Regions from separate parts of the Mus musculus genome. Here all the other regions are linked to region 1. The links are chromatin contacts, called in public HiChIP or PLAC-seq, Micro-C and promoter capture Hi-C maps. All regions are on one chromosome and are shown on one strand. The core of a region is the stretch at or near the end of the contact, and the rest is flanking DNA. Distances in the headings are between cores, read along the strand shown. Region 1 holds the start of Sowahb (sosondowah ankyrin repeat domain family member B). Region 2 overlaps Shroom3 (shroom family member 3). Region 3 has its middle 29 kb from the start of Ccng2. Region 4 overlaps Gm42116 (a long non-coding RNA gene). Region 5 overlaps Shroom3 (shroom family member 3).

Region 1 (4,515 bases), core at 242-2,741:
AGTTGCAGGACCAACATACTCGAGATATTCTTAGTGAAAAATCTGGAACTGTAAAGTGAAGTAAAAGGAGAGGAGAAAATAGAGAATTTATCGCTAGAAACGTGGCAGTCATGGGAGGCTGCAGAGACACAGACATTTGGGGTGGCTGTTAGGGAAGGTGGGGAGGGAAGGCTGCAACGAGGCTGTGCAGAAGACAAAGGGGCTTGAGGCTACAAGAGATAGGTACTGTTGACAGTATGCAAATCAACTCAAGATAAAGAAGAAAGAGAGTCACCCAGACCAGACAGAAATGTAGGGCTTTATGGATGAAGTGTGCTGCTGTGGCTTAACTCTTCCCTCTTCAAAGGGGGCTAAAGAAAAACTTGAATCAGGGTGGACTCAGCAGCCCTTCAACAGACCAAGAGAGTCTAGCGTCCCCTTTCCTGGGGTGGAATCAAATCCTCGTCGCGATTTCAACATTTTAAATGTGTGGAGGAAAACTTGCATTCTCAAAGCAAAGACTTCACAAAGAAGTCAACATGAAACAGATGGAGCGAATCTCTTCTCTTCACAAATCTTAGACTAAATTAAAAAAAAATAACTCTGGGTATCAAATACCTTAGCTAAGGAGATAATTCCTCTGGATTTTGGCTTCCTAGGAAATGACCTCTCTGATAGCGAATCCTCCCCCAACACCTCTGGCACTGAGCATTGTAATATAAGACAATGATGCCGGAAAATGAAAGGCAAAACCCAACCTTCGTCTGTAGCTTTCAGAGTGATTTCGCTCTCAGTACAGACTTAGGCAGGTGTGTCTGAACTCCTTGAAGAGAATGTCCTGGGAGCCGCCTTCTCAGTATCTTGTTATCGACAAACTAAAAGAGATTTGGTTTGGATCTCGGTGGGTTTTTTTTTTCCGGATCCCGCCGGATTCTGCAATTGGGAACCCCGAGCCCCTCCCCAGACCGAGCTAATAAAGAGAAACAGCGGGGAGCCAATCTATTGGACCCTGACCCGTGAAGACTCTAGCTGTAACTCGTGCCGCGGGGAGAGAGGGACCTAGTCGACCTCCCTCTGCTTTAGTTTCTAGCCTGGCGGGCACTCTGAGGGACAGCCAGTCGCCTACCTGCCTGACATCTCCCAGGCCTCGGGGTAGCTGCGCGCCCGGGAGAGCTGTTCCCCTCCGGCTCAGTTCGCCCTCGGCCTCACCTCCCACGCTGCCCGCGACTGTGACCAGCCTGACTCACCCCGGACGGGTGGCGGGGGTTGGGGGATACTTCAGAAGGCGGAGGTACTGGAGGCGGGCTGAGCCCTTCCCCCAGAGCCCAGGAGGAGGCGTAGCCAGAGCGCAGGTGAAACCGACTCCGACCTATCCCGGGAACTTTCGCTGCGGGGACTCGCTGCGACAGGCCAGCGTCGTTCAGGGGCGGCCCAGGAGCCGCCCCCTGCCACCAGGGTTGCGCGCGGGGACTCTGCCTGGGCACCCGCCCCTAGGGACCCTCGGCCCTCCTGGAGCGCCCTGGGGATGCGGGCGGCGCCGGCCTCCGCGGCTGATGGAGGCGGGTGGCGCCACCCTGGGCGCAGGTGACACTCTCCAGGCCTGGGTTTCGGTCGAAGGGGAAGTGCGCTGGGAGCTCGAGACGCAGCCGCCCCAGGGACTAAGGACCCAGCAGCGATGGCCGGAGAGCTGAGCCAGGAGGCACTGCTGGACTTTCTGTGCCAGGCCGGGGGCCGAGTGCGTAACGCAGAGCTGCTGAGCCACTTCAAGAGCTTCCTGCGCGACCCTCACGTGTCTCCAGGCCAGCTGCAGGAGCGTCGCGAGCGCTTCAAGGGCTTCGTGAACTCGGTGGCCGCAGTGCGCCAGGACCCCGACGGCACCAAGTACGTGGTGCTCAAGAGGAGGTACAGGGACCTACTGGGGGAGGAGGGCCTGCAGCGACCGGGCCCTGTAGATGGAAAGCCGCGGGGCCACCGCCGCCGTGACCCGGAGCCGCAGAAGCCGCCGGCAGGTGCGGGGACCCAGGTGGACGTAGGTGGCAGCGCGCAGAAGGTGGCCGGGCCAGACCCCAGCCCGGAGGACAGCCCGAACCAGAGGACACCGGAGCCAGAGGCTGCTCAAGCCAGAGGCAGGTGTGCGGCTGTGGGGACGCGAGGACGCTGCTGCTGGGAGTGCCAGCAGAACGGCTGGGGACAGTCCACCGGACAGCCGCTGCCAGAAGATCTCGGAGACCCTGCAGTCGCCTGCGAGAAGCCGGAGCGCGCTGCACCTGCCCGGGATGACCTCGGAGCTCCGGGGTGGCTGAGGGAAGGAGAGGCCGCCGAGCACGCGCCTGGATCTGTACCGCCTGTCTGGCCTCCGACCGCCGTCGAGGCTGCTGGCAGCCCGACGTCCCCGCCTGCTCTCCCGCCCCACCCGGCGCCCTCCAGAGAGCCACTGGAGCTGTTTACCGCCGGCTCCCCGAACCATTCAACCCAGCAGCTGCAGCAACAGCACCAGCGCACTCAAGAGTGGGTAGCCAGATACCTGCAGGTGCCTGAGCCCGAGATCCAGGCGCCCACTCGCGCCTGGTCGGTGTTGCCAGACAACTTCCTCCAGCTACCTTCAGAAACCGCCTTTGGGGTCTCGGAGACCAGCTCGGCGCTGCCAGAGCCCGCTCTGTCTTTTCATTCTCTCCTTCCCGTGGTTCTCGATGAGTCCTCAGAATCCTGGCCAGGGAACGCTCCATCTACCGTCTTTCGAAGCATTCGTTGTCAGCTGTCCCTCCAGGATCTGAATGACTTTGTGGAGCAAGAGAGCCATGGAAGTGAGGAGAGCAGCAGTGGACCCAAAGAATCTCCCGGAACCCCCGAAGAGGGGCTGCAACCTGTCTTGAGAACTTCCTCCTGGGGGGAGCTCAGGGATCCAGTTGAGGATCTGTTTTTGCCACCAAACGACAGCCCTTGCCTGATCCGGCGGGACCTCGGATATAGAGGGAATGCGCCCAGTTTTCGGAAGGTCCCAACAGTGGCTAAAAGCCTTGGAGACCACCCCCAAGAGCCCTTCCCTGCCCTCAAGTTCCGAAGGTCTGTCAGGAGGAGCTCTCGAACAGGAAGAACCAAATCTCCTTCTTCCTCAGACGAGGAGCATCCTGATGAGGACTTGTGGAAAAGGAGTCGGCGCCCACCTCGGTCCAGGAAACCTTCCAAGGCAGGAGCCCTGCCCAGCCCAAGGGTGGATGCTGTTTTGGTACAGAAATTGGCAGATGCTAATGCTGTGGCCAGTCAGCCACACTCTTCATGGATCCCAAGCAGGGATGGATCTGCAGCCTTGATACCCCACAGACCTTCTGAGCACAGGTCCCCCCTTGTCCCTCTAGACACCAGGGAGCATGAGTGGATTGTGAGGCTTGCCAGTGGTTCCTGGCTTCACGTGCTGACTTTGTTCTGGGAGGACCCCCAGCTGGCTTTGCACAGAGACTTCCTGACTGGGTACACAGCCTTGCACTGGATAGCAAAGCATGGTGACCTGTGTGCCCTTCAGGATTTGGTCTCTGGAGCCCAGAAGGCGGGCATTGCACTAGATGTAAATGTGAGGTCCAGTTGTGGCTATACCCCACTGCACCTTGCAGCTATTCACGGGCACCAGGGAGTCATCAAATTGCTAGTGCAAAGACTGGCTTCTCGGGTGAACATTCGGGACTGCAGTGGCAAGAAGCCATGGCAGTATCTGAACAGTAACGTCTCTGGGGAAACGTGGCAGCTCCTGGGTGCACCCCGGGGCAAACCTATCTTCCCTGTCTATTCCTTAGTCCAAAGCTCTTCCCCAGCCAGGAAGGTCAAGAGCCGGGAAGTGTCTAGAAATGTCACCCGGAAGACTTCCTTGGCTGCTTTGCTCAAAACTCAGCACAACAAATGGAAATTGGCCAGCCAATATGAGAAAATCCACACCTCAAAGGAGAGAGAAGAGTATAGTGACTGAGGTGGGCTTTTTTCTCCAAGAGGCGCACGCATGCGCGCGCACACACACACACACACACACACACACACACACACACACACTCCCCAAGCTACTAAGTAGGTGGAGAGAACCCAAGGGAAACAGAAACTGTTAGGAGTTGATAAAGATTGAGGAGCAGTGAAATGGTGTCCTCAAGGGTCATCTCAATTTCTTGAAGGCTCATATGTTTGGACTGTGAAATGTGGACCAAAGCTGATCCAGGCACTCAAGCCTGCGAAGGGTTCCTCTCTCTCCTGAGCCAGCCAGGGGTCAGGGCACAGGAAGGCACAGTATTTTCTGAGGCAGTGCCAGCCAGGCCTTACTAGAAAGGGAAAGGACGCGTCAAAGGGAGGCAATTCATGGAAGTGCCGGAACTCACACTCTTCTCTGGCTGGAAGTTCTTTGGCTTCTATTCATCTCTAGAATGAATCTTGGCTGAGTGGAAAGCACCAGTTTGAAGTCAGATGGCTTCCCTTCATTTTCTTTATGTGCCTTTTGGCAAGTCCAGCCAGTGAAATAAAATTGTTGCTGGAGAGTGTAACATCTGACTGAAGAGATTT
Region 2 (4,043 bases), core at 589-3,088, 150 kb after region 1:
CTGTGCAGATTGGACAACCTGGGTTCAATCCCCAAAGGTGGAAGGGGAGAACCAACCCTGACCTCTGACCTCTGAATGTAGGCTGTGGCACAGATAACCCAACCCAAATAACCAAAGTAAAATTTATTAAAAAAAAAAAAAAAGAAGAAGAAGGCCTAGCTCCTAGTCCATGTGAAGCTTATTTTCCTAGTGCAGTTGTTAAGTTCTTACCAGAAAGGACAAACTTGTGAGAATAAGTATCTTTATCAAACAAAAAAGATGACTGGTATACATCCCTAAGTTCCAGCTTCAGCCTTGTTCTATGAATTACGTCACGTTAATCTAACACAATTAATTAATTATATGTTTAAAGATTAGATTCAGAAGCCATACATAAGATTTATTTCTCTATTTCTAATTTTGATAGTATACATTTCTTTTTCATGTGTATGGGTGTTTTGTCTGCATGTCCGTCTGTGCACCACCTGCACATCTCCTGCCCAAAGAAGAGGGCTTTGGATCCCCTGGAACTGGAGTTACAGACCATTGTTAGCTGTCTGATGAATGCTTGAGCCCAGGCCCTTTGGAAAAGCAGCTGGTGCTCTTAACCACTGAGCCATCTCACCAGCCCCAATACTTTTATAATATATATGTTATACCTTTAAAATATTAGGCTAAATTTTACTTATAAATAGGCTGTCATTAGTTCTTAAGAACTCAGTGTGACTTTTTTCCAAACAAAGTTATTATATAAGAAATATATTTAAGCATGCTTTTTACACACACACACACACACACACACACACACACAATAGGACCCTTCTCTTCCTACAGCAGTATGATAAATTCCTTGATTCATCTGCATGCTGTTTTGAATATTTACACTTTAGAAAAAAAAATCCATATCTGTTGAATACTCTAGAAACTAAGAATTAATATCAGCAAGCATAAACCCGAGGAAGATTCCAAACTACAAACTTACTGCTTCATGGAGGAATTTTTAGAAAGATGAACGATAATGCTACTTTCTGAAACAGTGCTCAAGTTTTAGGGGAGCATGATACAACTTTTGGTAAAACCGTCACTCTCATAAATACTTTTTAAAATTTTTTTTAAGAGACAACAAAATGTGAAAACCAGACAACTTTTTCCAGTGAATAAAATGTCAAAATGGAAGCTTAAAGCAAGGCCACTCGCCGAAGGCCACTCGGAGTCTAAGAGATGCCTTGTTTTCTAGGTTGGACTGTAAAGGGGGAAACAATCATATTTTACAACTTCCAAGAGCCACTTTGTTCTCTCCCCTCCCCCCAGTGCTGCTGGCACGGCCCCCTTCCCTTAAATAATGCTCACACTGAAAGCAGCTGAGCCCACCCCTCCCTTAATTCTCCCTCCTTACTTAAGGCATCTTCAACCCTAGCCAGCTAAATCCTGTTTACAAAGGCACCTCCAGGTGTTCTGTTCTTTGGAGCCCAGGAAACAAGGGCCCACATAAAGGCCTTTATGTAACCCTGGCTGTTACCCAGAAAGCTATGCAGGCTCTTGTAGAGGTCAGAACCCTAAGAAAAGACAGGGAGAGGACTAGGTAGGCAAGGTTCATTGATTACTGGGGCAGCAACAAACACTTACTGCCACTGCCTGGTCCCCCACAGCAAGCTTGTTTCGCTGGAGCAGAGCTGGGACCCTGTGTAAAACCCATACTGATTTAAACAGGAGCACGGGGAGGAAAGAACAAACCATCACTAATGGAGGAGGGGGATGATGTAAACTGGAAGAAACAGTTTTAGGTAAGGATGGTCCTTGTCCTCATAGAAATGACAGGTCATTGTCAACATTATGAAGGTTGTTAATAAGTAACAGTCGTCCGGGGTCAGCATCCCCAGTAACTAAGGAGACAAGAATCGACAACATTCTTTCTGGGCTGCCTTGGCTCAAAGATTTGAAGTTTATCTTAGAAACTGAAAGCAACCTGGGGATGCAGTTCAGTTGGGAGAGTGCTTGCCTGGCTAGCAAGCATGAAGTTAGATATTTAATCCCTGCATCCACTGTGGTACCACTTCTACAACCACAGCCCCTGGGAGGTGGAGAAGTACAATCAGAAACTCAAGGTCTTCAACTATAGTACACATTTGAGGCCAGCCTAGGATACATGAAATCCTATCTCAAAAGGATTTACCTATTTTAAAGGTGGTATAAAAGTGCAGGCACCCACACGACAAATGGACAAACAGACATAATCACAGCCTAAGACCTCCAAACTTTACTGACGTGCATAGCTTAAATACATATTTGTTATCTGGTGTCTTTGTGTGGAATTCCAAAGTTTTGGGGGCTATATTCGTTCCCCAGCATCCTGGCTGGCAAGTCTAGAAAGCAAACAATTCCAATAGAATGACAGTAGCTGATTAACAGCTGTCAGCAATGTGGTTGCAGCTCACATATGCTTACTTACCATTTGTGTCACCAACCACAGTACACACTTCTAGACCCAAGAAACTGACTTTGGTGCCTAAAATAATTTGACAGTCAAGTTCTAGAATGAGTTAAATACTCCAACTTCATTTCTACTTCTATTTTAGTTGACAGAATATAATTTAGGAAGTTTTGAAATAGCTTAAGATGAGGAATTGTCACATTTTGTCCTCATTCTTTCTTTCTCCCTGGCTACTTCCATTCAGTATCCAACCTCCAAAGTACACGCTACTTTGTAACTGGCCTTGGAGCCAGCCCTGGGCTATTAGATGGCTCTCTGCTCAATGGCAAACTCTGATTTCTGAAAAGAGTTTTTCAAAGATGTGGGTGTTGGGACAGGTTCCATAATCCAAGCCTGAGGCTTTCAAAATGAGGCCAGGTTGGCCTCCACAGCTGAAACCATGTGGATGGAAGGAAAGGAAGATGGGTCTCAGTCATGTCCCTCCCCCCACCACCCCCACCTCCAGTTAAGCAAGTTGAGCGGATAAGAACGAAGAGTCCGTTTCACAGCTTCAATAGTTGGCCTGCTGAAGGCACGGTAAATGGATCTCACCAAAGTTCAGCTTTTCCTCTATAAAATGAGACTAATTACTGCTCCCATGAAAGGTTATGATGAAGATTATATTGGGTAATCATTGACTAGGTATGTTTAAGGAAGGAGAGCTAGTGAGGTATCAGTTGTTCCTTTAATTCTATTGAATTCCTGGTAGCCCCCTCCCTCCCAGCTAGTACCATTCACTGACAAGGCACAGATGAACCATCACAATCCATAGAAGTTATAAAAGAAACCTGTGGGTCATGACCCTTTGAGGATCAAATGCCCCTTTTGCAGGCTTTTTTTTTTTTTTTTTTTTGCCTATTGAATATCCTGCATATCCAATATTTATATTATAATTCATAATAGTAGCAAAATTACAGTTATGAAGTAGCAATGCAAATAAATAATTTTTTAAGATTTATTTATTTATTTATTTTATGTATATGAGTTCACTGTAGCTATCTTCAGACACACCAGAAGAGGGCATCAGATCCCATTACAGGTAGTTGTGAGCCACCATGTGGTTGCTGAGCATTGAACTCAGGACCTCTGGAAGAGCAGTCAGTGCTCTTAACCACTGAGTCATCTCTCCAGCCCGCAAATAAATAATTTTATGATTGGGGGTTCACCACAACATGAGGAACTGTATTAAAGAGTCACTTCATTAAGAAAGTTAAGAACCATTGCTCTGGTCAGAGCCATTTTTTCTCCCACAACAAAAATTACAACTTTTGGGACTGCAGAGATAGCTCAGCAGTTAAGAGCACTGACTAACCTTCTAAAAGTCCCAAGTTCAAATCCCAGCAACCACATGGTGGCTTACAACTATCTGTAATGAGATCTGATGCCTTATTCGGTGTCTAATGACAGCTGAAGTGGACTTATATATAATAAATAAATAAATCTTTAAAAAAAATTAAAAAATTACAACTCTTTAGAACTAACGTTAGAAGGGTAGGGAGAGCCTCGGGGGCCAGAGGGACATTAGCAGCGTTCCAGGTCCTGGCTGGAGGCTCTGGTGGACTCATCAAAGAAATACACTCCTGGGGCGCTTGGC
Region 3 (4,403 bases), core at 572-3,071, 250 kb before region 1:
TTAGCATAGTGAGAATACCTCACCCTATGGTATGCATGCTTTTGTAACCAATCACGAGGAAATCACCAGACATAACCAAATAGGCCAACAGTGGACAAGCTCCTAAACAGCTCTCTTCAATGAAGGCCTTTCAAACTTGGGTGCAGTGGCACACCCTGTAATCTCAGCACTGAGGAAGCTTAGGTAGGAAGACCACAAGCTCAAAACCAGACTAAGTTGCAGAGAGACTCTGGATCAAAAAAGAATTGAGGTCATGAACAATAAAGAAAGGCAGAGCAAATGAAACTGTGCTGTGCTGCCTACTTATATCAAGTTGACTCAAGCTAGAGTCATCAGAGAGGAGGGATCCTCAGTTCAGAAAATGTCTCTGTAAGATTGGGCTGTAGGCAGGGGGTAGGGCATTCTTAATTAGTAGTCGATGGGGAAGGGGTCCCTCCATTGTGGGTGGGGCTAACGCTGGGCAGATAGTCCTGGGTTCTAAAATAAAGCTGGCTGAGCAAGCCATGGGGAGCAAGCCAGGAAGCAGCACTCCTCTATGGTCTCCACGGTAGCTCCTGCCTCCAGGTTTCTGCCCTGATTTCCTTCCATCATAAACAGTAAGGTGGAGGCATAAATCAAACAAAGTATTTCCTTCCCAAGTTGCTTGGGTCATGGTAGTTTCATTACAGCAACAGGGACGTGATTAACACAGCCTAAGGAGACATGTTGACTAAATAAATGGGGTACGGTGCCTGGTTGGAGTTCCAAAACAGGATAGCCTCGAAATGGAAAACCTGAGGAGATGAAAATAAGAGTTTAGTTCATAGTATGTCTCGGGTTTGTGAATGATCCTGGTGTGATCAGATGTGAAGGTTTAGGGATAACTGGTAAAGGAAGTATGGACTTGTCACTGTCCCTGAAGCCATATGTGTCTGTCTAACTGCCTTTAAAAATGTCACCTCCTGATCAGGCAGTGGTGTCGAGGTGGCACAAGCCTTCAATTCAGGCTCTTAGAAGGCAGATCTTTGAGTTCAAGGCCAGCCTGGTCTACAGGTGGAGTTCCAGAACAACCAAGGCTACATTGAGAAACCTTGTCTGGGGAAAGAGGGGGGACAAAAAAAAAAACTAGAAAAGGAAAGAAACACCCGCCACCAACTGCAGGTCCACTCTTAGGATTAATTAGAGCAAAAGTTCCCAAAGCTGCAAGTGAAGCTGCATGAGTCTCAACCTGGAGTAAGGAGCAGAGGCGAGAGGCCAGCTGGAGCTCAGCCCAGCACCAGCACCGAAGCCTGGGTGTAGGGGGATCTGGTCTGTTCTTGTGATGCCACTGGTGCTCTCTGGAAATAACTCTTGACTCCAGCCTCACTTCCCTCCTGAGTTTTCACCTGCCTGTGCCCATGGAAAGGGGGTCTTCTTTGGAAGCCAGGTGGCACCCACAGGATTGGCACACACACACACACACACACACACACACACACACACACACACACACACATAAAAGTGAAGAGGTATGTGTTCAAAATAAAGTTAATAACCAATTTTAAAACCACCCACTACAGGAGATCCTGTAAGCAGGGGTTAAGAACATGACATGCATAAGAGGAGAAAAAAAAAACAAACAAAAATCTGGGTTTTATTCTGGTCTCTATTACCTACTGGCTATGTAGCCTGTCTAAGCTTCAGTTTCCTCATCTATAAAATGGGGGTAAAAATAGGGCTTACTCATAGGACTGTGGTGAGGCATGTGGTTATTGAACAGCTCACAGAACAAACAGAGCTCTTGTTATTATCCATGTGCCGTACACATCCTGACTCAACGCAAACAATCCAGTTCATTAGTCCCCGGGCTCCACCTGAAGAGTCAGAGTCACAGAGGATGAATAATGGGCTCTCAAGGTGACAGAGTCTAAACCCAAGCAAGCTGGTTCTGGAATTCTTCCTCTTGGCAGACCGAATGGCACTGCAATTTCTGTTATCAGAAAAGAAAAAGAAAATGAAAGGGAAAATTAAAAAAAAAAATCCCAACGGTTAAACCAGAGGGTTGAAGGTCAGCTCTACAGAGAGTGCTGTGTGAGCAGTGGTTTAGAAACAAGCCTGGAACTATACCAGACTCCCGAGTGCCTGCCAGGAGTGATTGCACTTGCCTCTGCGGACCAAGGGCCAGTGAGAACTTTATACCTAACATCACATCACAGCTCCACAGAAATGAGAGAAGCCCACTCCCATCTCGGCTATCCCAGGATTTTCCAGTTCGTTTTCTAGATAGGAAGCTTAAAGACCAGAGAGGCCAGCTCAGAACAACATATTAGACAAGCCTTAGAGGAGAGGAACCAGCCCACATTCCACATTTAGTCATCACTCTTTATGGTCAAAGGTCAGGGCACTAGGAGAAGCCTGAGGCAATGTTCTTGAAGGTTCCACAGCTTCCCAGGCTAAGTAGATGGCTTACACAAGGCACAAACTTGGCTTGGGCTCCTAATTTGACTATTCCATCTTCAATTTGCTGCTTAAATATTCAAAGTTGCCACCCTCTGAATGCCTTCTTTCCGATCCCTTAGCTGCCTCTTCACCTGTGTTAATGGGTTGACAGCCTTTTGTTGGAAATGAGAAAACTCTGGTTCAAAGTGATGAGGTTTCCCATTGTAATGGTTAATACAGTCAACAAGATAGCATCTAGAATCACTGAGGGAGTGATTACCCTCATTAGGTTAAGAGGAGAGGTCTAAAACTGGGTGACACCATTCCAAGAGCTGGAGTCCTGGACTGAATGAAAACCAGAGGACTGAGCCCTAGCAACCATCACAGTTTCACAACTGTGAGTGCAATGTAGCCAGCTGTCTCAAGTTCCTTCAGCTGAGGCTTCCCATGATGCACTGGACCCTCAGACTGTGAGTCAAATAAATCCTTCTTTAAGTGGCTTTTATCAGGATCTTTTATCACAGCAACAGAGAAAATAATGCTGGCAAGAGGCAGAGATAGAACCAAACCCCCATTTGGCAGAATCCAAAGTACTGCTGGGGCCTCCAAAACAGTCAGCTTCGAAGGATGTGCTTGCCCTGGAAGTTATCTTAGGGATGGAAGCACCAAGACATGAGGAAAACCCACACAAGTTTTTATTCCATGGCTTCAGGCCAAGGCAAACTGCTTCAAAATACTAATCTAGCCATCTCCCCCACCCCACCCCCATCTTTTTTTTTTAACTCCACCAAAAACTGGAGAAAGGAAGGAGGAGAAATATGCTTTACACATATAATAGTTCTAGCTCCAGTTTCCTTAACCAGGTCTGAGCTTGACTAATTCTAGGAGTCCACAGTGCACTCGGACAGCAACCAGATCCTAGGCTTGCTGGCATAGAACACAGCAGCCAAGGGAGCAGGTTGATGGTAATCCTGCCCGACACAATAGAAAAATACTTCCTGGGCTCTGCCCATTGGAAATTGAAGTGTGTATTTGTCCAATTCTCTTTTAGATGAGGCTGGGGAGTGTTACAGATGCAGATGTATAATCCTATTTATTTTATCTTACTGAACTGCAGAATGTGTGTGCCTCATTAGAGTATACAGAGCTAGAACTAACCCAATTTTTACTAGTGATATATTTTTATATCCATGTTTCAAATGAAAATAACTGTTGTATGTTCTACAGCAATGCTGCTACCCAACATGGACTGTCTTGTGGCCCTCCTGCCTCAACATATGCTCTGTTGGTACCCTAGCTTGTGAGCCTATTTCCCACCTGCTCATTTGTTCTACCCTCATTTGTCTTCATGACCTCTGGGCCAGCTTTCTAAATCACCATGTATACATTGAGCACAAAACTCTTCCTTGGCTCCCATATTGTTCATGATAAAGACAAAATTTAATCAGTCAATGAGCAATCACTCAAATGCCATCAAGGCTCTAAAGCCCTTCAGTTGACCTGCCTTGTACTTTTTTCAATGCTCTTCCTTCTGTTAATACATCCTTCTCTTCTTATCTTCCCCATTCTACCTGTCTAATCCCTACTTGTATTTTGAGGGCCAACGCACGCTTTGTATTCTTCAGAAAAAAATCATTTCTTTACATAGCTCACATCTCAATCCATTGGGCTGCTACATCAAACACACACTAAAATTGGTGACTTATAAAATGTGTAATTTTATTTAACATAATTCTAGAGACTAGGAAGCCCAAGGCCAAGGTACCATCAAATTATTTTATTTTTTTTAACAATTTATCTTTATTTTATATGCATTGGTGTTTTGCCTGCTTGTATGTCTATGAGAAGGTGTCAGATCTTAGAATTACAGACAATTGTGAGCTGCCATGTGGGTGGTGGGAATTGAACCCACATCTTCTGGAAGAGCAGTCAATGCTCTTAACTGCTGGGCCATCTCTCCAGCCCCCAAATTCATCTTATAGTGAGAAATGCTCTTGATTCACAGA
Region 4 (4,412 bases), core at 1,161-3,660, 180 kb before region 1:
TATAACTAGCTACATTAGAAGTGGGAGTGGGGGGGGGGAGCACCCTCATAGAAGCAGAGGGAGGGGAGATGGGATAGGAGGTGTCTGGAGGGAAAATCAATAAAGGGGATAATATTTGAAATGTAAATAAAGAAAATATCAAATTTTTAAAAAAAAAAAAGAAGTAAGATTACATTATGCGGCAACTTTGCCTTGCATCTATTACCCGGGAGAAGACCTTTAGAGCCAGCCAGCCTCTGGCACTTCGCAGAGCCCAGCCCTTCTTATCTAGCAGCTTAGTTATCTTGCCCCCAAGGCAAGCTCTTTGCTCAACCAGAGTGTTCCTGAGTTCAATGGTTTAACACTAATGTTCCACTTAACCAAGCATCTGTCTCCATTGTAGCATTTGTGGTCAACATGTAGCTTTCACAATGGGCCTTTCCCCTTCCACCAACAATGGAGTAACTCCTGCCTCCTATTAATGTGGAAAATGGAGGTATTAAAAATAAGTCTGAAGAGCTAAAAGAATAGCTCAGTGGATAAGTGTAAATGTAACTTTTAATATAAGTTTAATCTGAAAATTAATATGGTGGCTGTTTTCCTTTGCCTTAGTTTGTTCCCCAAATAACACACAGAATAACCAAGATTTATTCTAAAACTTCACCTCAATATCTGGGCAGTCAAATGTTCTATCTTAACCCTAAACTAATCTGACTATCTCCCAGCCATATCCTAAATAATACTTGCAATTAGGGCTTTCATAATCCAGCTGCACTCTTTAAGAACTCTCTTCCTCCTCATGACCAAACTAAATCTCTCTCTGTCTCTGTCTCCTCTGTCTCTTTCTCTCTCCCCCCTCTCCTTCCCCTGGCTGGTGGAAGTCCCACCATGTTTTCTCTTCTGCCCAGCCATGAGATTTTCTTTTCTTTCTTTCTTTCTTTCTTTCTTTCTTTCTTTCTTTCTTTCTTTCTTTCTTTCTTTCTTTTGTTCTTTCTTTCTTTCTTTCTCTCTCTCTCTCTCTCTCTCTCTCTCTTTTTCTTTCTTTTTCTTTTTCTTTTTCTTTTAGACAGGAGACTCTTGACCTAAGCAAATGTCATATCTATATTGAAACAACATACAAGGGCAGAGAAACCAGCATTTGAATAACATAAGGATAACCTTTACACAGTGTAAAGTGTACAAAAACATTGTGCCTATAGGCAAGAACATTGTTCTGCAAGCATTGGGACCAGTATTTTAATTCCTCACACCCATATAAAACCCTAGAGTTACCATGTATACCTGTAACCCCAGCATTCTGGGTAAAGACAGGTGGACCTAAGAGCTTGTTTGTCAGGCAGCCCAGCAGAAAAATGGGTAGAGTTAGATCCGGTCTCAAGGCAACAAGGCTGAGGGTGATTGAGGAAAGCATAGATGTCCTGCTCAGGGAGACCTACCAGCACACTCACAGGCATGTACCACAGCACACCACAGCCACAGCACACCACAGCCACACCACACCACACCCTCACACCAAGCAACAACAAGTCTAAAAACACCTTCAAAGCCAGATGTAGTGGATTAAGCCTGCAAACCTAGATAGGCAGAGGCTGGAGGATCTGGCATTTAAGAGAATCGTTGACTACAGGAGAATCTGCCTTTAAAAAGGCAAAACAACTATGTGAGTTTAAGAGACTGTAGGACTCAGTGGGCAAAAGCACAGATAATTGCAGAAAAATCCAGGTGGAGAAAAAATGAGCTGACATCATGAGATTAAGGGAACAGTTGGAAATCTATGGAAAGCATTGAATATCGGGGGGCCGGGGGAGGCTGGCATTTAACACATTAGGGCAAACACATTTGAAATTATCTGAATAAAAATAATAAAGTAGCAACAATTGCAAAGTCTTCTTTAAAATGTTTTTACCACAGGATTTAAAACAAAGCTTGAGAACTTCAGAGCGCAGAGTGGGAGAAGTCGAGTTGCTCTTGAAGGAGAGACATCTCTAGAAGAAGAGCAAGGCAGGGATGGATGCCCACGCTACTGCTGCGGGCAAGCTATGTCATCTTCTCTTGAGAGATGGAGATGTGAGCCACTCTAAGGACCACTGTCAGCACCATGGTGATGCACAGCCAATGGACAGCCTCGGCAGAACTAGAGAGAGAGGAGAGAACATCTGCGGAGAGTGGATAGAAGATGGCGTTCAGTGTTGGCTTTGTTGGGCTCCTGACAGAGCAGACACGGAACGCTGAGTTTGAGCAGCGTTTGGATGAGTTTATAAATAAGAATGCTATGCCAGGCCGGGGTTAGCAATCTCGAGTAGCTATTATCATCCCTAGCCTTGATGGAGTACAGAAGGAATTAATTACTGACACGCAGAGAAAACTGTGAGGAAGGCAAGAGCTGTGGCCGCAAGGTAAAGAGAGAAGGAATCTGCAGGAAACTGGTAACAGAAGGGATAATCCATTTCACTCTGCTCTGGATTTTTAGCTGTGGCTCTTGGCTGACTCCACTTAGAAGTCTCAATGCCAGAGTTGTGATTAGTATGGTTCAAACTGCTTGCTCAGAGCAAAACAGATTAGTGAGACAGAACATCGAGCACGAGCTCTTGTTTCTGCTTTGTTCTGTTTTGTTGGTTATTTTATTTCTTTACATTTCAAATGTTGTCCCCCCCCTTCCCAGTTTCCCCTCTGCAAGCCCCCTATCCCATCCCTTCCCCCTACTTCTATGAGGGTGCTCCCCCATCCATCCCTCTACTCCCACCTCTAGCATTCCCCTACACTGGGGCATTGAGCCTCCACAGGACCAAGGACCTCCCCTCCTACTGATGCCAGATAAGGCCATCCTCTGCTACATGCGCAGCTAGAGCTATGGGTCCCTCTTTGGTTGGTGGTTTAGTCCCTAGGAGCTCTGGATGGTCTGGTTAGTTGATACTGTTGGTCTTCCTATGGGGATGCAAACCCCTTCATATATAGTCCTTGCCCTTACTTCTCCATTAGGGTCCCCAAGCTCAGTCAGATGTTTAGCTTCGAGCATCTGCATCTTTATTTGTCAGGCTCTGGCAGAGCTTCTCAGGAGACAGTTATATCAGGCTCCTATCAGCAAGCACTTCTTGGCATCAACAATAGTATCTGGGTTTGGTGGCTGCAGATGGAATGGATCCCCAGGTGGGGCAGTTTCTGGATGGCCTTTCCTTCAATCTCTGCTCCACTCTTTGTCCCTGCATTTCTTTTAGACAGGAGCAATTCTGAGTTAATATTTTTGAGATGGATGGGTTTTGTTTTCAAGACAGGGTTTCTCTGTGTTTGCCCTGGCTGTTCTAGATCTCACTCTGTAGACCAGGCTGGACTCAAATCCACAGAGATCTGTCTGCCTCTGACTTCTGAGTGATGGGATTAAAGGCCAGTATTACTACTGCCAGGCCCAGCACAAATTCTTAACAAGAATGAAGGAGGGTTGGAAAAACTATTGTGAGAAAAGGGGTAGGGAACCAAAAGATGTCAGGGAACTGTCACGGTAAATTAAAAGAACTGGTTGACACCAGTTAGTACTTTAAAATGAGACCTTTATTTTTATGCTACTACAAGAGCAATAGATAACTGTCAATTTTAATTACCCCAGTCTTCAGCGGCAATCCCTTTCAATTAAATTAAAAAATACATTCAGAATTTTTATATGTACAAATACATTTTTATAAACAAATCATCACACATACTACACAAATCTAAGTCATGTAATGGTCTTTGAATCCAACCAAATCACATTAAAAATTAATCTGATATGTATTGAGTACCTACAAGGTTCAAGAATTTTTTTACACTTTGAAAAAAGAAAGTTTGTCATTTCAAAAAATTTACATTCCAGTGGAGAGTGATGGAAATGGAGGAATATATTCTATAACAATAATACAGGGGCTGGAGAAATGGCTCAATGGCTAAGAGCACCGACTGCTCTTCCAGAGATCCTGAGGTCAATTCCCAGCAACCACATGGTGGCTCACAGCCATCTGTCATAGGATCTAATGCCCTCTTCTAGTGTGTCTGAAGACAGCAAGAGTGTACTCATATCAATAAAATATATAAATCTTTTTTATAAAAAACCAATAATATAAACAAGTAATACATTTTAGGAGATCACAGACATTTTTAAGCATCCCGATAGACGGGGACTACAGGGGAGGAAGTAACGAATTTTTCCATGTGAGAAATCATAGCTTCGCCCAAGCAGGTATCGAGGGAGGCATTAGACCCTGGATGCAATTCGAAGCAGAGCCGGCAGCTGTGCATGAAGGTGTTCTTGGGGAATTCTGAAGGGAACTCATCACAGGTTGTTTCCTCAAACTCTCTGCCCTGGTCCTCTACTGCCTGAAAGTCCCATCTCCACCAACTACAACACTTGAATCCCCTGCCCTCTTTGGGTTGGGTTCAAGCAAGAGACTTAGCCAGAAAGAGAT
Region 5 (4,281 bases), core at 690-3,189, 200 kb after region 1:
AGAAAGGAGATGTAGACGACTCAGAGCTTGCTGGATGCCTCCTTTCAGATTATCAGAGTACCCTTGTAACTGCACGGTTGTCGCTTACACTGCTGAAAACACTTCTGTGTAGAGACTGGAGGCTAACCTGGAAAGGCAGAAGAGGGTTGTCTCGACACAGCCATCAAGAAGGGAAAAAGCCCCCATCACATTTACCAGTCAATGGGGAAGAGGGATGCTTTGGGCATTCTCCATGAATAATAACTTACCGAAAATATCTCCTTCCTAGAGGCAATAAGTGCATTAAGATGGGTAAAAACAAACCAAAAAAAAAAAAAAATATTCTAACTCCTCAAAGAGCCAGGTCTGGGGTCAGGTAGCCGTTCTGATTGTCTGGTTCATTCTGGACTCTTAAGCTAAAACCAGAGTACCTTCCTTGGCTTTTCTGGGGTTGGCTGAGAAGCCAGGAAGCAATTTTGTAAACTGTGCCAGGCCCTGGCAGACAGGCTGGCTCTGTAAGGTAGTGTTTCCAGTTAGACCCTGCACTCTCTGAACTTAGAGGCTGATTGTGATCCAAGTACCATCAGACATTCGAAACAAGCAGTCTTCAGGGGCTTTCTTGCTTTGCTGTCCACGGACTTGATATAACCTGAGATCTTTGGGGTGGGGGGTGGAGAAGGGAGAAGCAAGAAGAAATTAACACCCCCCCCCCAAAAAAAAGAACCAACTATCTCAAACATAAGCATCATAAATTAAACCAAAAGCACAAACTAGGTGCTATATGGGCCCTTTGCCCTAAAATAAACAAATATATCACTGAGACAGCAAACAGAGGGGAGTTAAAGTCTATGCCTAATGTGTTCTTGAAGTTTCTTTCAAAGTGCAAGCACCATGAGAGGCTTTCAGAACCCCTCGAACTACGGACTGCGGAACTGCGGACTGCGGACTTCCTGGCGGCAGGAAGCTACTGGAAGTCGTTTTGCTTAGAGAGATAAGATCACTCCGGCCTTCCCCAGTAGCTTTGGTGGCTAATGGCCCTTCTCTAGACTCTCAAAACCACAAACTTTATGTAGGTTCTTTGAGTAGAAGGTCTGAAATTGAGCAGGAAAAAAACCAAACCAAACCAAACCAAAACAAAAACTTGGTGGTTTTAGCCATCACCATCAGCAACTGAGACAAAGACAGGAAGGGAACAATAAGGATGCTCATGGCAATCGTATTATTTCTTTACAAATATCATTACCTTCTATTTTACCTTCACGTACACTGGGTGAGTTCACTTTACCCGATCAATGGAAAAACATGCCTTCCAGATCTCTTTGTCTCTCTTTTTCTATATCTCTGTCTGTCCATCTGTTTGTCTGTCTGTCTATCCATCTGTCTCTCTGCCTGTCTGTCTCTGTCTCTTTCTTTCCCTGTGTCTTTGTCTATCTCTCTCTCTTTCTGTCTGTCTGTCTTTCTCTCTCTGCCTGTCTATCTCTGTCTCTTTCCCTGTGTATCTTTGTCTGTCTGTCTCTTTCTGTGTCTCTCTGTCTCTTTCCCTGTGTCTTTGCCATCTGTCTCTGTCTGTCTGTCTTTCTCTCTCTCTCATTCTCCCCCAAATCAAATTATCAAATTCTCTCAAAGATAATAAATTTTTGCTTCCAAAAAGGTTTCTGGAAAGTGAGAGCCTTTTTTTATCTGCCTATGAGAAATGGAATTAACAGAAAACCAAACAGAAACTCCGGTAAGAAGTCTATGGTGAATGGTTAAATATTTACAACATAAGAAGCAGTCCATCTGAAAACAAACGGACAAGTGCCTGGCTCCGTTCCCCATCTCAGGAATCAAGAATGTTCCCTTGCTGAGAGCTGCCATTTTGTTGACATTCAAGTAAAAGATTTGGCTCCAGGGAGATGTGGGAGTGAGCCCAGTCTGGGGAACCATTATCATAACAGATGAGCTCATTCCACACAGCTACGCCCAAGGGAAGGAAGACCAAACTCACAAAGAGGCTCTAGGAAAGAAATGCTTTCCCAGCTCAGCTCTGGGTTCCATCTGCCCAATGGATGCCCTCACCAACAGAGCCCACCCCCAAACCATCACATTACCAAACACGATGACCAGGTCACCAAACAATTCCACAAGTCACTGGGGTATTAAACATGCTGCATGAGCCTTCGTAGTGATCAAACACCTTTTACTGGGTTTGCTGTTGTTTGGGTTTGGTTTTTTGGTTGTTTTAGGTGCTGGGGGTTGATTTCCATGTTAGGTATATTCAGTCTCTGAACCATATCCTCTACTTCCTCTTGTACTTTAAAGCCCACTGCATCTATCCTGTCTTCTCCATCCTGCCCTCATCCAGTTTCCTGTCTCTCTCCCAAAATGATCACATCATTGGTTTCTTGAGATAGTCTCTAGCCTTATCATGCATTCTTCAACAGTGTGAATTCTGATGTTCCTACCAAAGTCCCATTTTTATACCAAACTCCTGTTTTTATACTTCTTTATGATCATGGGGTTATTTGGTAACTTTGAAGATTTTAGGAATAAACAAATGTTTGTTTACAACTTTCATCGTGATGTGAGGAGGTTTGGTCAATGGCTTTACCGAACCTCTCTGTGGGAAGTGTGTAACCTTGAGACTAGATGGGTTGACAGAAAGAAACCTCACAGCCCGGGTCCAAGGACCAGGCACAGGCATGTAGCACCATGCTCAGGGTTAGAAAACTCAACAAAATAAATGATTTTTCAAATATGATACAGAGAGCAGGCCACGGAAGTACACGCCTGGAATCCAGGCCAGGAGGCTGAGGTAAGAGGATTGCAAATTTAAGGCTAGAGAAGTCTGGGTAAGTTAGTGAGACCCTGTTTGAAGTGATAACACTCGGGGAGGTGAGGGGTGAGGGAGGGTGCATAGCTCAGGAAAGCCTGCTTGCCACTCACACGGCTTTAGGTCTGATCCCTTTTATGGCAAAAACAAATGATACAAAACTATGTAGGTCAGAAAGTTAAATTAAGACCTGTTCCCGGTGTCTGTAGAAACAAAGGACAATTCTTTAAAAATGACTCTTGTTTAAGAAAGGGTGTCACTAAACAAAGGCTAAAAAGATGATTACTAAATGCGATACTTGGCCTGGGACTCAATTCTGTCTGTACTAGGAGGAGGTGGAAGAGGAGGAGGAGGAAGAGGAGGAGGAAGAGGAGGAGGAGGAAGAGGAGGGGAACTTATTATAAGCAATATTATTAGATAACCTGATAAAAATTAATTCAGACAACAGAGGAGACATTAACTATCATTTTAATGTTCATGTTACTAGTGGCAGGGCTGGAGAAATGGCTCAGTGATCACAAACACTTGCTTCTATTCCAGAGGATCCAAGTTTAATTCTCAGCACCCAATTGTCTGTAATTAAAGTTTTAGGGGACCCAAAGACCTCTCCTGTCCTCCATGAGCCCCAAGCATGAACAAGGTGCGCATATATACATGCAGGCAGAACACTCATACACAGAAAATTTTAAAAAATAATAAATTTTAAGTTACTAGTTGTTAATTTTGCTGAGACTATGAAAGAAGCCATCTGTATTGACAGGAAATATCCATGGGAAGGATTAGCTGTAAATGGGCCACTGCCAATATCAAATCTTAGGATAAGAATTCCTGGGCTTAAATAACATCAGCTCCTACTTAATGTTCACTTATCTAAAACTGAACAGAGTACACTTTGATCATGTCACCTCACCAGAAGTCCAAATGCCAGACTATAAATGTGAACCACCTCCATGTTCTATAGAGTGATCCCATTCAACTAGTGTGGTCGCTGCCCCAAGGACAGATACCCCCTTTTCCCTGGACCTGCCATCAACACGATGCCTAGGTCAGTAGGAGATGCACCATGGCCACTCCTGCTGGCTTCTCCTCTGGACCCCAGTGAAGGGCTCACACTCAGTCACTTCTGCAAGTCTTTGTCGTGAAGCAGCTGCTAAGCAGCAGAATGACTTACTTCCAGCTTCAAGCAGGACCGTAAACACCACGACAGGTGGAGAGTCCTGAAGCTCTGTTCTGCCAGAAGGTCCTTCAGCACAGCACAAGGCTGGCCTAGATTGTTCGCTTAACATCAGAACTGGCCATTCCCAGCCCCCCCCTGTCAGGCATCTTTCCTGTTGATCCCCAGGAAGACTACAAGGCAGTCAGAACTGAAGGTCACAGCACAATGAGACTTGACAGCTAAGGTCCCAAAGGCTTCAGCTGTGCCTTTGGTGGAAGGCAGTGCTTACAATAGGAAGCGAGTAAGGGGACTCCAGCCCAGGACTAAGACCCAG

The links. Promoter capture Hi-C pulls out the DNA fragments that hold promoters and counts their contacts. A called contact is a pair of places that touch in the nucleus more often than the background predicts. HiChIP or PLAC-seq counts read pairs in DNA pulled down with a chosen protein or histone mark.
Region 2: a contact with region 1 is called in a promoter capture Hi-C map of cranial neural crest. The contact joins the enhancer-like site here to the promoter of Sowahb in region 1. A contact is called at or near these places in 6 of 39 promoter capture datasets (cranial neural crest, embryonic stem cells, frontonasal cranial neural crest and 2 more), 1 of 484 Hi-C or Micro-C datasets (embryonic stem cells), 1 of 115 datasets of contacts at active chromatin or transcription factors (pancreatic cancer cells) and 1 of 9 other capture datasets (adipose tissue).
Region 3: an HNF4G HiChIP or PLAC-seq map of pancreatic cancer cells shows a contact between it and region 1. The contact joins the enhancer-like site here to the promoter of Sowahb in region 1. A contact is called at or near these places in 9 of 39 promoter capture datasets (the C10 cell line, the HPC-7 cell line, HPC-7-derived erythroid cells and 5 more), 1 of 484 Hi-C or Micro-C datasets (liver) and 2 of 115 datasets of contacts at active chromatin or transcription factors (intestinal villus epithelium and pancreatic cancer cells).
Region 4: a promoter capture Hi-C map of liver shows a contact between it and region 1. The contact joins the enhancer-like site here to the promoter of Sowahb in region 1. A contact is called at or near these places in 6 of 39 promoter capture datasets (the C10 cell line, cranial neural crest, embryonic stem cells and 3 more), 1 of 484 Hi-C or Micro-C datasets (cerebellum) and 2 of 115 datasets of contacts at active chromatin or transcription factors (hepatocytes and pancreatic cancer cells).
Region 5: a Micro-C map of embryonic stem cells shows a contact between it and region 1, with 1.8 times the contacts expected there. The contact joins the enhancer-like site here to the promoter of Sowahb in region 1. A contact is called at or near these places in 2 of 39 promoter capture datasets (cranial neural crest and embryonic stem cells), 2 of 484 Hi-C or Micro-C datasets (cortical neurons and embryonic stem cells) and 1 of 9 other capture datasets (adipose tissue).

Annotation. Positions count from the first base shown.
Region 1 is chr5:93,041,998-93,046,512 of GRCm38.p6, reverse strand. It overlaps Sowahb (sosondowah ankyrin repeat domain family member B), which reads left to right and starts at 1,491. Exons shown (of 1, transcript NM_175270.4): 1 at 1,491-4,515. The coding sequence starts at 1,655. The coding sequence ends at 3,937.
Region 2 is chr5:92,891,291-92,895,333 of GRCm38.p6, reverse strand. The region is part of intron 2 of Shroom3 (shroom family member 3); the gene reads right to left. Among named protein-coding and RNA genes, the nearest start is that of Mir1961, 100 kb to the right of the region's middle. Within about 2 kb of position 1,838, at least 19 of the 459 cell types and tissues checked have an H3K27ac peak or open chromatin away from gene starts, as enhancers often do. A contact at or near this core is called in embryonic stem cells, where this site is marked.
Region 3 is chr5:93,294,344-93,298,746 of GRCm38.p6, reverse strand. No RefSeq gene overlaps it. Among named protein-coding and RNA genes, the nearest start is that of Ccng2, 29 kb to the right of the region's middle. Within about 2 kb of position 1,821, at least 83 of the 459 cell types and tissues checked have an H3K27ac peak or open chromatin away from gene starts, as enhancers often do. A contact at or near this core is called in intestinal villus epithelium, liver and pancreatic cancer cells, where this site is marked.
Region 4 is chr5:93,223,214-93,227,625 of GRCm38.p6, reverse strand. All of the region lies in intron 1 of Gm42116 (a long non-coding RNA gene), which reads right to left. Among named protein-coding and RNA genes, the nearest start is that of Gm42116, 3.8 kb to the right of the region's middle. Within about 2 kb of position 2,410, at least 6 of the 459 cell types and tissues checked have an H3K27ac peak or open chromatin away from gene starts, as enhancers often do.
Region 5 is chr5:92,839,274-92,843,554 of GRCm38.p6, reverse strand. All of the region lies in intron 2 of Shroom3 (shroom family member 3), which reads right to left. Among named protein-coding and RNA genes, the nearest start is that of Mir1961, 53 kb to the right of the region's middle. Within about 2 kb of position 1,939, at least 44 of the 459 cell types and tissues checked have an H3K27ac peak or open chromatin away from gene starts, as enhancers often do. A contact at or near this core is called in adipose tissue and embryonic stem cells, where this site is marked.